Linked DNA regions of Mus musculus: region 2 is linked to region 1. Evidence: chromatin contacts called from public HiChIP or PLAC-seq data. All regions are on one chromosome and are shown on one strand. The core of a region is the stretch at or near the end of the contact, and the rest is flanking DNA. Distances in the headings are between cores, read along the strand shown. Region 1 overlaps Abcc5 (ATP-binding cassette, sub-family C (CFTR/MRP), member 5). Region 2 has its middle 20 kb from the start of Gm41432.

Region 1 (3,293 bases), core at 322-2,821:
GAGCCATTGTTCTGGCCAACAGTTAACTTTAAGGAGAGCCACGTGTGTGGCAGTTCTGTGTGATGGTAATCAAGTCCCCAAGAGAAGGAGGGAGGCTAGAGCAGTGGTGCAGAAGTGATCCCAGACTGCAGGCAGGCAGTTCGCACCAGAGTTTCAGCTCTACCACATCTGCTAATCATGTGTCCCGATAGATATCCCAAGCCAACCCTGTGTCTGTTTCCCTCACTGGGCTCTGAGCTCAGGAGGAAGGGTGAGTTCCTCACTGAATCAAGTATCACATTACCAAATGGAAGAGTAACTTTCCGTTGAGTATGCAAAGCCAGTATCTAAAAGAGCTGATTAGTGACACGGTGGGACCACCTCAGAAATCAGTAATCGTCATCAAGTAAGCAAACTGCTGCTAAGATTGGCCTATGTGGGATAAACTACATGACAGTTTCCGGTGACCACCCCCGACCGCCTGCTAAGAGCAGAAATCTGGATGCTGTCTCCTGGGTCTACCTCTGGATCTGCCCACGGTGCCCCAGGCAGCGGTCAGTATGGCCACTTGCTGCAGCAGTGCCTCCTTCTAGCTCTGCAGCATTTCTACCCAGCCCTGTCTCCATCACTCTCCCGTCTTCCTCCTGCACTGCAGCAGGAGGAGCAGCCCCTTAGACCTCTCCTTCTTTCCTTCCTTGTTTCTCCACACACCCTTCTGAGCCTAGCAGGACATTATGTATCCACAGGCACTTCTGCAAATCTGCCATCGGCCATCATCTCCCACACTCATCCTGGTCCAGGAACCAGCACACTCCAGACGGAGAGCCTTGCTCTCTGCTTCTGCTCTTTAGCTATGACCCTCTCCCCTAGACAGTCTCACGACTCACTCTCTCAGTTCTCCGCTCAAACACTACCCTCTCTCTCCTCTCTCTCCTCCCCTCTCTCACTGGTACTTACTGGGTTTACCTGCCATGCCCATCCCCACCACCTTCTTAGCTAGGGTATCACTATGTATCCAGGTTGGCTTCAAATTCATAGTGATCTACCACAGCCTGCCCCAAACTACGGACATGTCCTGCCAAGCCTGACTAAAACATCCTTTGAATGGGGTCTTCTCCTTAGAAAATGTGTTAAAAATGCAAGCACAACAGCTGCTGTCCCAGCTCCGTTACCATCCTTTGCATCGTCCCTTACCACAACCTGACACTTGCTTTGTGTCTGTCCACTAGGGACGTAAACTCCAGAAAGAGGCTTTGACTGTGTAGGTTCTGCTGTTGTTTGTTCTCAGTCCTTCAACAGGACTTGGTGTAAAGCTGGTACTTAAAAAAAAAACCAAAGGCTACTGAAGGAAAGTGTGAATGGGGCTACTTCTCAGTCATAGTTTGAATCTTAAATCTTCGACCTAAAATCTGTGTTTTAAGGGACTCTCTGAGAGCCCATGTCTATGCTAGCTGAGCTATGATATTCTATACCCAAATCACCCTTCACTTATATTTTTAAAAATTATTACAATACAGTTGCTAAGAGCAGCCCTGAGAGGCTGGAGAGATGGCTTAGTGGCTTAAGAGCACTTGATGCTTTTTCAAAGGACCCTACGTCAACCAGGCAGCTCAGAACCACTTGTAACTCCAGCTCCAGAGAATCTGACACTGTCTTCTGCCCTCCACTGGCTCCTGCACTCACGTGCACACACCTACAAACAGATATGTCAAATAAATTTAAAAGGAAAAAGAAAAGGCAGCATTGAGAATACCTTTTATATGCCAAGTTCTCTATGCTGCACAACGTGATGTTGACCAGGAGCCCACACAGTTACAGCAGTGAATTTAATTACAACAGCCATCACAGCCAGAAGCCAACCCAGAGCAGGGTCTTGGAAGGTCCACCTGAGTGCTTCACCTCCTTATCAGTAAAGCAAGCATCTCATAAGTAATTAGTTCTGTTGCTCGCTTTGGAATCAGAGTCCAATCTGCTCTTGATTCAAAACTGCTCATAGTCAAAATACTCTGCTTAAAGGGCGGGTCTTGCCAGGGTCAAGCTGGGGTGACACAGGAGTCAGGGCTGAAGTGGCAGAGAGGGTACGGGTAGGTAGCTTACCTCTTCAATTTCTAAGTCAATGTTGTACAGTGTCCTCTGCAGGCGCAGGCTCCCTGTGTGGATCTGCTTGCCTTCTTCCTCTTCCGGGCTGGGCCGCTCGTCACTGTCCAGGAGGAGGTGTCCTTTCTGTTCTGCCAGCACCGCCTGGTGCTCAGTGTGTTGCAGCTGCCTCGACTTCTCTTTCTTGCCCCTGGTAGCCCTCTTGTCTTTTTTCATTTTGGGGGTCAGCTTGGGCGAGTTCTGTATACTGGAGTGGGAGGAGTCCCATGCCAAGGTGGCATTTTTCATCTCTATCTTGATGTGAGGACTGGCCGGTTTGTTCTTTATCATGTGAACCTCTTCCATTAGAAACAAACTCTGATAGGAGTTGTGAGAGAGGTGCAAAGATGAGACACTGGATCAAGACCAGGGAGACAAGCTTATGGCGTACACTCACGTAGCAAAACACATCAGGCTATACAGTGGAAGGAAGCTGAAGAGCAAAAGGTAGCTCATTAGTGTAGCCTCACCTCAGGACTGGCAAGGGGTCTCAGGGCCTCGCTCGTCCACTGACCCAACCCTCTATGCTAGCTTACACACTAAGGCACCCTGCTTTTCCTGCCAGTCTAATATGGACAGAAGGACATTTAAGAACTCATAGGGATATGGTGCCCCACGTACAGAAATTCATAGGTTCCAGAGTAATGGTTAGAAATCCCAGGAGGGATACTGACCCTTTACACAGGCATCACGATGCCAGGGACCTTCCAGGACACTTCTGTAGAGCTAATGCCTGCACACTGCCCTCACCCATGGCCTGGCACCTCTTAATTGCAGGATTTGGAAAACATCTGAGCTAAGGGCCCGTGTGGACAAGAGGTACCTCCCCAAGAATCGCTCCAGGGGAAAAGAGTTAGTTTTCTCTCCACTTATTTACAGAGTCCTACAGAGTTGTTTCAAAGAGCAGGAAAATGTAATGTGAAATGGGGAAGAGTCTCCAAAGTTACTTCTAAAATTCTGATTTTCTAGTTATACTCGAACCCCTCACAAGCCAGGAAATTTTTACAGAGCACTATTGCAAGGTGATTTTCAAAATGCTTTTTAAAAATTAATTTAAAACATTAGAAAATCTTTAGAGAAAAGATGGCTTGCAGGATGAGGACTCTACTCAATTACGAAATACCCCAAATGGCTTAAAGTTCCCAAGTACTAATGAATGGAACAGGTAATCTCCCCCT
Region 2 (3,293 bases), core at 406-2,905, 85 kb after region 1:
AGAGAAACGGCATCAGGGCAAAGACCCTGTTCAAGCAATAAGTAGAAGGCTTTCTTTCAGTCCTTACTTTGTGTTGGTTACACACTCAGGCTCTCACCTGTGTTTGGTTTCAGACCCCAGGACAAAGACTTGAGGTGCATAGTTCACATACCAAAGCAGACCTGGCCTGCAGGTTCTCCCAGCATCCCTTAGGCCCTACCTGGCATACCCTGCCCCCAACCCTGAACTTCCAGCCTAGGGGCTGAACTGCCCTTCCCCCAGAGGCTCTTCCCTATATACTATATAATCCAGACACTTTGTCTCTTCTTCTTCCTCCTCTTCCTCCTCCCCCTCATCCTCTTTTCCTTCTCTCTGTCTGTGGGAGCTCTTTCTCTCTTTCTCTCCCCCCTCTCTTCTTCTCCCTCCTCATGACAATAAATCTGGCTTTCTTTATGTATTTTAATCTGGCTTGAGTTGGCTCATTTCACTGGTGGAGAAATAACTTACCACACCTGTCCTATATTTACAAAATCACTTTGGTTCAGGGTGGGTTTTGTAGAAATTAATTTTCCTGCAGGGTAGGAAGGCATGGGGGTGGGGGTGGAATTGCTGCCATTTCTTTTTCAGGAAACATTTACCTCCTATCCTGTCCTTTCTACAATACCCCAGAAGGATACTGAGGCTAATGAGAAAGACAGTGCAGGATCTATCTAGAACTGCTTGATAAATTAGTGAATTCTAGTGACCGTGAAAGGGTGTGCTGAGTCTTTTAACACTAAATATCCTGAAGGGATTTTTTTTTCCCTAGTATGAGGAATTAAGTCTGGGACCTTGAGTATAAGGGTCCAAAATTGATGAAAGAAGACTCCAGACTCAGAATGCAAAAAGAAAGACATTTAGGCCGGGCGTGGTGGTGCATGCCTTTAATCCCAGCACTTGGGAGGCAGAGGCAGGTGGATTTCTGAGTTCGAGGCCAGCCTGGTCTACAGAGTGAGTTCCAGGACAGCCAGGGCTACACAGAGAAACCCTGTCTCAAAAAAACCAAAAAAAAAAAAAAAAAAAAAAAGAAAGAAAGACGTTTAATCTGTAGAAACAACCAGTATGTTGTGGGAGTCAACCATTTTTTGAAATGGGGACCCCAGACAAAGGCGTGAAGACCTTCTTGTAGGGAACTGGGGGAACTCTCTAGAAGGACTGGGTAATCTAAAACTTCACTGGTGGGTGCTAGGGAGTCATAGGGGGTCAGTGGCCCGCATTCCTATGTCATGAATGTTTAACCATAGGATGAGATAAGGCTGCCCAGCACAGTTGGCCCATTCTGAGATAAGATAGTTTCCCATTTTGTGATTATCCCCGGGCTGTTATTTGGGAGGGGGCTTTGTGATTTTGTTCTGAATTTTATGGTCTATCTCTGGAGCTGGTCTTTTATGGCCTAGTTTCTGGGACTTACGGTCTGTTCCTGGAGCTGGTGCCTTACGGCCATTTTTTTCTAAATCAGGCCTGGTCCTTAAATGGAGACAAATGGGGCTCTTGTTGTCCTTTCATGAGGCTTATGTTGTCCTTTCATGAGCATGTAAATGAACACTCCAGCACTGAGCTCTGGCTTGTTCAGCCCAGACAGGATCTGAGCTGCCACCTTCCAGTCTTTGCCTTCCAAGTACCTGACATTATTTGCTTGCCTTACAGGCCTGTTCAGGAATCTCTTTATCAGAGTGTGGAGGTTTAGCTCCTGACGTCAGGTCTGGGAATGGATCCAGGGCAGATCCAACTCTCCCCCTTTCAACTTGTTCATAACTTTAAACTTGAACACTTAGATGAGACTTAAGTGCTGTTCAGACCAAATTTCTACCCAAAGTATAACTCTTTCTGGGACAAAGAAAAACCCTCTAGAAATGGAGGCCACAAACCTCCTGGGGAAGCTTAACAAGGTGGAAATTGCACCCCCCCCACACACACACACACACTAGGCAGACAGCTCTCTAGCTCGCTTTCTCTCTCTCTCTCTCTCTCTCACACACACACACACACACACACACACACACACATACACGGCAGATAGCCCCCCATACACACACACACTAGGCAAACAGCCCTTCCCCACTAGGCAGACAGCTCTCTAGCTTGCTCTCTCTCTCTCTCTCACACATACACGGAAGATAGCCCCCCCACACACACACACACTAGGCAAACAGCCCTTCCCCACTAGGCAGACAGCCCCACACACTCACACACACACACACACACAGGGACAGACATACACACACACTAGACAGACAGACAGACAGACACACACACACACACACACACACACACACACACACACACACACACACACGGCAGACAACCAGTATGGGGCATTCTTGGACCTCCAAGGTCTTATTTAAGATCTGCCTGGGATGTCACCTACTGTGACTTCAGTGGAGACAAATAAAGAGGATAAAATAGGCCTAAGACCTCAGGGGCAAAAATGAGGGTGTCTGGTCAGAAAATAAAGAAGGCACTGTGCTTGGTGATCTGATCGCTACTTTTCATGTTGCTGTAATTAAATACCCAACAAAAGTAACATAAGAGGGGGGTTGTTCCCACCCTGAGGGTACATCCATCACGGAGCAGAAGGCCTGGCAGTGGCAACAGTGGCAACGGCAGCTGTATATCAGCGCACTTTCTCCTTTTTATTCATTCTAAAACTCTAGCCCATGGAATCCAGGCAAAGAAAAGAAGAAGAAAAAAAGACGACCCTGCACAGAGCCTTTACCCTGGAGCGTGGCTCATTTTCCGTTGGTAGTAGTCAGAGGCAGGAAACTTCTAGCACTGTGGATGGACAACAGTGATGTCTACCCAGTCTGTGCTTATTTAGCGCCAGAATTGTATGGGACCTTCAGTTTTAACACTTCACTCAGATTCCTAAAGTAATTATCTGTGTCTACCTAGGCTCAGGACAACTTGTGACCTAGCGTGTAAACACTTCTCTCTGACCCATGAGTTTCTACAACACAATCAAGCCTTTCAATCTTGAGTAAAGCACACCCTCAGAGTAATGTAAAAAATGGAGGGAAGCAATTTAAAAATATTTTAAGACTTCCCTGAAATTTTTATACAGTGTATTTGATCATATTTATACCTTTCAACTTTTCTTGCCTCTGCCTTTACCTTCCTCCCTTACCCAACTTGTGCTCTTAGCTTTTTTAGTTCAAATTCCATTATTCAAATGGTTGGGTGTGGGGCCAGTCCTGGAAATTGGCCAACCTACCAGGAGTTACACCCTTAAAGAAAACTGATCCTCCCAGATCCAGCTGTCATCAAAAACAAATAGC

The links. HiChIP or PLAC-seq counts read pairs in DNA pulled down with a chosen protein or histone mark.
Region 2: a contact with region 1 is called in an H3K27ac HiChIP or PLAC-seq map of embryonic stem cells, with 18 read pairs. The contact joins two enhancer-like sites. A contact is called at or near these places in 1 of 15 datasets of contacts at CTCF or cohesin (CD8 T cells), 11 of 484 Hi-C or Micro-C datasets (the C10 cell line, the C2C12 cell line, the HPC-7 cell line and 7 more), 6 of 115 datasets of contacts at active chromatin or transcription factors (embryonic stem cells, extraembryonic endoderm stem cells and trophoblast stem cells) and 3 of 9 other capture datasets (adipose tissue, liver and pancreatic islet).

Annotation. Positions count from the first base shown.
Region 1 is chr16:20,390,375-20,393,667 of GRCm38.p6, forward strand. Abcc5 (ATP-binding cassette, sub-family C (CFTR/MRP), member 5) reads right to left here. Exons shown (of 30, transcript NM_013790.2): 11 at 2,077-2,433. Among named protein-coding and RNA genes, the nearest start is that of Abcc5, 34 kb to the right of the region's middle. Within about 2 kb of position 1,572, at least 12 of the 459 cell types and tissues checked have an H3K27ac peak or open chromatin away from gene starts, as enhancers often do.
Region 2 is chr16:20,475,401-20,478,693 of GRCm38.p6, forward strand. No RefSeq gene overlaps it. Among named protein-coding and RNA genes, the nearest start is that of Gm41432, 20 kb to the left of the region's middle. Within about 2 kb of position 1,656, at least 73 of the 459 cell types and tissues checked have an H3K27ac peak or open chromatin away from gene starts, as enhancers often do.